Linked DNA regions of Oryctolagus cuniculus: region 2 is linked to region 1. The links are chromatin contacts, called in public Micro-C maps. All regions are on one chromosome and are shown on one strand. The core of a region is the stretch at or near the end of the contact, and the rest is flanking DNA. Distances in the headings are between cores, read along the strand shown.

Region 1 (2,938 bases), core at 229-2,728:
TGCATGGCCATCCGTGGACTATGAAGCTGCTTGCCAGGGCCCAAAGCTCCGAGCCTACAGGAGTATTTGGCCCACTGGACAGGTCACTGCGGCCTTGCAAAGATCCAGCTCAGCAGGGGGTTTCCAGGAGGACGGTCAGGCTCCATGAGAGCGTCGACCAGACCGAGGAGGTGAGCTTCCAGGCCCCGCCTCCGAGGCCAGCGCGGTCTCCTGTCGTCTCAGGTTCAACAGGTGTCCTGCCATGTCACCTTTGCCTGTGGCCCCTGTGTGAGTCACAAGGATCTTTGCCCTGGTCAAGGTCCATCTCTGAGAGGAGGTGTAGGGATCCTGAACACAAGTGCTCACTCCGTCAGTCAGCCTACAACTGCCATCATCACGCCCACATGACACGGGAAGAGGAGCTGGAATTCAGACCCGGGTGTCAGTGCCCACGTGACGCGGGGTGTGGGCCTGGAATTCAGACCCGGGTGCCGGTGCCCATGTGACGCGGGAAGTGGGCCTGGAATTCAGACCCGGGTGTCAGTGCCCACGTGACACGGGAAGTGGGCCTGGAATTCAGACCCGGGTGTCGGTGCCCACGTGACGCGGGAAGAGGACCTGGAATTCAGACCCGGGTGTCAGTGCCCACGTGACGCGGGAAGTGGGCCTGGAATTCAGACCCGGGTGTCGGTGCCCACGTGACGCGGGAAGTGGGCCTGGAATTCAGACCCGGGTGTCGGTGCCCACGTGACACGGGAAGTGGGTCTGGAATTCAGACCCGGGTGTCGGTGCCCACGTGACACGGGAAGTGGGCCTGGAATTCAGACCCGGGTGTCAGTGCCCACGTGATGCGGGAAGCGGGACTGGAATTCAGACCCGGGCAGATCAGACGCCGGCTCCCACACTCCCAGTTCAAAAGAATTCTTCCTGAGAAGCTGGGAGTTTTCAGCTCGCAGAGAACTGGGGACCGGAGACGTCGCCCCTGCTCACCTTATCTCTGCATCAAATCTCCCACCGGAATAGGCCCTGTCCTTCATCAAGGTTCTTGGAGGGCTCAGCTTCCAGTCAGAGGAATCTCGCTCCAGGAAATGAGGCGACCCGAGACTCCTGTTTTTCTCTCTCTCTGCCTCGCCCCGGCACCATCGTGGGGCACCGCCCACTTTCCATATCCCCGGGCACGGAGATAATCTCCCCAGGGGCCAGTAGCGTGCTTCATACCAGGTCAACCCGGGAAACCTCACGCAGCCCGGCAATTTGCATTATCAAATTCCAGGATATGAAATAGAGGAGACCCGCGGCGCAGGTGGAGGCATCAGGTGAGCGCGGCCCGCCCCACCCACTCAGCCACGCCCCTGCACCCCGCCCCGCCCACTCCTCCGAAGCCTCCCCGCTCCTGCCACGCCCCTGCAGCCCCGCCCCGGCCACGCCCCCTGTAGCCCCCGCCCCGCTCTGACGTACGCCCGACGCCCATGAGTCCCGCCCCGCCGGGTCCCCGCCCCCTCGACCGTCGCCCTGCACCTTATTGGCCCCGGCCCGTCTAGGTCCCGCCCCCTCCGCTCGTCCCGCTCGGCCCAAGATGGCGGTGGTGGCGTGTGGACTGGGGCTGGGGCCGCAGGTGAGTGGGCGACGCGGCGCCTGCGGGCCTGGACGAGGAGTGGGGGTCCCGGTGTCCGAGTCCTGCTCTCTCTGCACAGGTGCTGTCCTGGAGCCGGGAGCTGCCTTACGTTTGGCGCGCTCTGCACACCTCGGCGGCCTGCGCCAAGGTGAGCGCGGCCGGGTCGGGGTCGGGGTCGGGCGTGGGGTGCAGGGCGGGGCCGGGGTCTGGGGGCGCGGCGACCTGAACCTGAACCCGCTCGCAGAACCGGGCGGCCCGAGTGCGCGTGAGCAAGGGGGACAAGCCGGTGAGCTACGAGGAGGCGCACGCGCCGCACCACATCGCGCACCGCAAGGGCTGGCTGTCGCTGCACACAGGTGAGCGCGACCTCGCGCGTGTCCGGGGTCCCCTGGGCGGGGAGCAGCTCGGGCAGCCACGGGCGTGGGGGCCCCGGGGCCCTGCCCATTCTGATTGCGCGTCCGAGCACCGCTCAAGGTCACGGGCGCCTGTTCCCAGCCCGGGGGGAACTGGGTTTTCCCGCTCGGTGTGACGTCACTGTTTCAAGTGGCCCCGTAGCGCCTGCTGTTCCTGAACGTTAAGGCCGGCCCGGGGCTTGGAGACAGCGCGCGTGAGGCCGGCTTTGCTGGGGCCGCGGACCGAGCTCCGTGAAGGGGTCAGCCGTGTCCGGTAGGGACCAGATGGCCGCTGGAAGCCGGCCCTGCCGGAGCTGCCCCCAGGAGCGGAGGGTCAGTGGGCAGTCAGGCCCTGTTCCTGACCCTCGTTCTCCGTGGTTCTGGGGCCTGGTGCAGTGTGGGACTCGGAACAGAGGCTGTGCGCGCCGTGCGGGGTCCAGGCCCTCCCTGAGCGCCCGCGGCTGTGGCTGACGGCAGCCAGCGGCGTGCAGCGACGGGCAGTAGCTGGTGTCGTCTCTTTGGCCGGCGGATGACCAGTGCCTCCGTGCGGCAGCCACGGACACGGAGGGGACCCGGATGTGGAGCCGGCACCTGCGCCTCGTGCCCTGGCCCAGGCTTCAGTCTTGCTTTGTACTACCGGAGTGCTTCCCAGGGCTGGCCAGGGGGTTCGTGGGGCCGTGGAGTAGAGCTTATTCCAGCAGGAGGAGGCAGGGGCGGGTGGGACTCGGGTTCCCGGGCCGGGCCGGGCCGGGCTGACTGCGCGGTGCCTTCTCAGGGAGCCTGCACGGGGAGGAGCACGCGGCCGAGCGCACCGTGGAGGACTTCTTCCTTCGCAAGTTCATGCAGGGCACCTTCCCCGGCTGCCTGGCCGACCAGCTAGTCCTGAAGCGCCGGGCCAACCAGGTGGAGATCTGCGCCCTGGTCCTGCGGCAGCTGCCCGCGCACAAGTTCT
Region 2 (2,938 bases), core at 111-2,610, 180 kb before region 1:
GGAGCCAGGAGATGACGCAACAGCTCACCCAGCAGCAAACGGCCCGCGGGGTGGCGAGGGGTGCGTGGCACCGCGCCGCAGCGCAGGGCTCCCGGAGCAGAGGATGGGACAAGCACAATGGTGCGTCCGCACGGCGGGACAGTGCGGGCGCCAACGGGCAGGCGACGCTGACACGCGCGCCAGCGTGGACCAGCCTTGGGGACAACAGGCACTGTCCCCAAAGGCAGGCACGTCGGGGGCTGACCCAGGTCCCTGGGTCCACCGCACCGGGCGGGCAGTGACTGCGGGCCGAGGATCGGGCAGCCCGTGTTAACGGCTGCGGGTTCCAGTTTCGAAGAGGAAGAGCCGGCCGCGCAGCGCCAGGGCCGGACGACGCTCTGAACGCAGCTCACGCCACTGAACGGCACGCGTCTCACGGTGAAAATGGTAACTTCTGCACGTGTGTGCTCGCTTTACCACAATACAAGAAAAATTAACAGGAAGGAGCAGAACGTTTCAACAAAACGACAGCCATCCTTCAGCCCCGGCCAGCACTGTCCGGAGAAACAGAGCGGGGCACACGGGGCCGGCGGCGGTGACCACGGACAGCGACCCTCCGGCACCTGCGGCTCCCCTGGTCCACACCTGCCCGACTTCACAGGCCCTGGAAGCCTGGCGGATCCCACCCCGCCCGCGCAGTCCTCGCTGGACAGCCCCGGCGCCCACCACCACCCGAGTCCTCCGTGGCGGCGGGGAGCCTGTGGGGGTCTCCGGGACGCCCCGCTGGCTCTCGCGACGGCACCACTGACCGGCTGGAAGGCGGCGGTTTTAACCCGGCTGCTGGCCCGCAGCAGACGAGGTCAGCCCTGGGCGTGACCCTTCGAGCCTGCACTGTCTCTATATGCCAAGAACCTGGAAACCACCGGGTCCGGCCGCCACCCCAGGACGCAGGGGACGGCGGCTGCTTCCGCAGGGGTGCAGTCCGCTGACCGGAGCGCAGGCCTGGGGGCAGCGGCCAAGGCCCCGCCCCCGCCGGACCCCGGGCCCCCGCGCCCCCATCCCGCGCTGACGCTGCCCCGGGCCTCCCGATGCCCGCTGCTCCACGTGGCCAGCAGCCGCGCCCGCCTACCTGGCCCTCTGGAAGAAGCTGAAGGAGGACACGTCGTACGCGGCTTTGAGCAGCACCACCTTGGCCTCGCCTTTGTAGAGGACGCTGAGGCTGTACAGCTTCATGGCGCCGCGCCCCGGTGCCCCCCGCCTGGCCGCGGGGCCGGCTCGCAGGGAGCAGCGCGGCCGCCTCCGGGGCTCCCCACCGCCGCCCGCCGGCCTCCCGGCCTCCCCGCGCCCAGCTGCTGACCAAGCCGCCGGAGCTTCCGCCTCCGGGCCCGCTTCCGGTTCCGGTCAGGGGCCTCGCCCGAGCCGTGACGGCGGCGAGGGGCGGGGGGCGGCGGGAGACTCGTGCCCCGGATGCAGAAAGGACCGGAAGTGCGACGTAGCGAGAGGCGGGGCGCCGCCCGGGGAGCCCGCCCCCGCCCGGGGAGCCCGCCCCCGCCCGCGGAGCCCGCCCCCGCCCGGGGAGCCCGCCCCCGCCCGGGGAGCCCGCGCTGGGCGGGCAGGGGAGGCGTGGGGCGCTGTCGCTGGGCGGGGCTGCCGCAGCCTCTCGTGGGCCGGGCCGGACCCTCCTGCCTGCTGCTCTGAAGTCCAGGGTCTTCCTGGGCGGCGCTAGGCAGTGTTGGGCCGTCCAGGGTCGTGGAGGACTGTCCAGGTTCCTCTCGAGCCGTGCGGGGCTGTACTGGTTACTCTGGGGCCATGCGGGACTGTCCTGGTTCCTCTAGGGCCGTGTAGGGCCATGCGGGACTGTCCTGGTTCCTCTAGGGCCGTGTAGGGCCATGCGGGACTGTCCTGGTTCCTCTAGGGCCGTGTAGGGCCATGCGGGACTGTCCTGGTTCCTCTAGGGCCGTGTAGGGCCATGCGGGACTGTCCTGGTTCCTCTAGGGCCGTGTAGGGCCATGCGGGACTGTCCAGGTTCCTCTAGGGCTGTGCGGGGTCGTGGGGGACTGTCCAGGTTCCTCTAGGGCCGTGCGGGGCTGTCCTGGTTCCTCTAGGGCCGTGTAGGGCCGTGCGGGACTGTCCAGGTTCCTCTAGGGCTGTGCGGGACTGTCTAGGTTCCTCTCGGCCGTGCGGGGCTGTACTGGTTCCTCTAGGGCCGTGCGGGGCTGTACTGGTTACTCTAGGGCCATGCGGGACTGTCCTGGTTCCTCTAGGGCCGTGCGGGGCTGTACTGGGCTGTCCTGGTTCCTCTAGGGCCGTGCGGGGCTGTACTGGTTACTCTGGGGCCATGTGGGACTGTCCAGGTTCCTCTAGGGCTGTGAGGGGCTGTACTGGGCTGTCCTGGTTCCTCTAGGGCTGTGTGGGGTCGAGGGGGACTGTTCTGGTTCCTCTCGGCCGTGCGGGGCTGTACTGGGCTGTCCTGGTTCCTCTAGGGCTGTGCAGAGTCGTGGGGGGCTGTCTTGGTTCCTCTAGGGCTGTGCGGGGCTGTACTGGGCTGTCCTGGTTCCTCTAGGGCCGTGCGGGGCTGTCCTGGTTCCTCTAGGGCCATGCGGGGCTGTCCTGGTTCCTCTAGGGCCATGCGGGGCTGTACTGGTTACTCTGGGGCCATGTGGGACTGTCCAGGTTCCTCTAGGGCTGTGCGGGGCTGTACTGGGCTGTCCTGGTTCCTCTCAGCCGTGCGGGGCCGTGCAGGGCTCTCCTGCTGCTGTCTCCAGGTGGTGAGAGCAGCCCGCCCTGAGCACCCAGGTGCGGTGGTCGGTGGTCGGTGGTCGGTGGTCGGTGAACCTTCCCCAGGGGCGACGGCCCTCCTGGGAGAAGTTTTGTGCACCGGGTCTGAGTGGAGGGAGGCAGGGAAGCCTGACTTTCCGGTTCCTTCTGCCGCGTGGGAGCTACTCCCCGCCACACGGTC

Evidence for each region. Hi-C and Micro-C count contacts between places; a contact is called where the count stands out from the background.
Region 2: a Micro-C map of ear pinna shows a contact between it and region 1, with 3 times the contacts expected there. The contact joins the promoter of YKT6 here to the promoter of MRPS24 in region 1. A contact is called at or near these places in 3 of 6 Hi-C or Micro-C datasets (ear pinna, psoas muscle and an unstated tissue).

What each region holds. Positions count from the first base shown.
Region 1 is chr16:51,491,310-51,494,247 of mOryCun1.1, reverse strand. MRPS24 (mitochondrial ribosomal protein S24) reads left to right here and starts at 1,478. Exons shown (of 4, transcript XM_070059877.1): 1 at 1,478-1,594; 2 at 1,674-1,742; 3 at 1,839-1,950; 4 at 2,762-2,938. The coding sequence starts at 1,556.
Region 2 is chr16:51,667,478-51,670,415 of mOryCun1.1, reverse strand. It overlaps YKT6 (YKT6 v-SNARE homolog), which reads right to left and starts at 1,360. Exons shown (of 7, transcript XM_008261819.4): 1 at 1,109-1,360. The coding sequence starts at 1,212.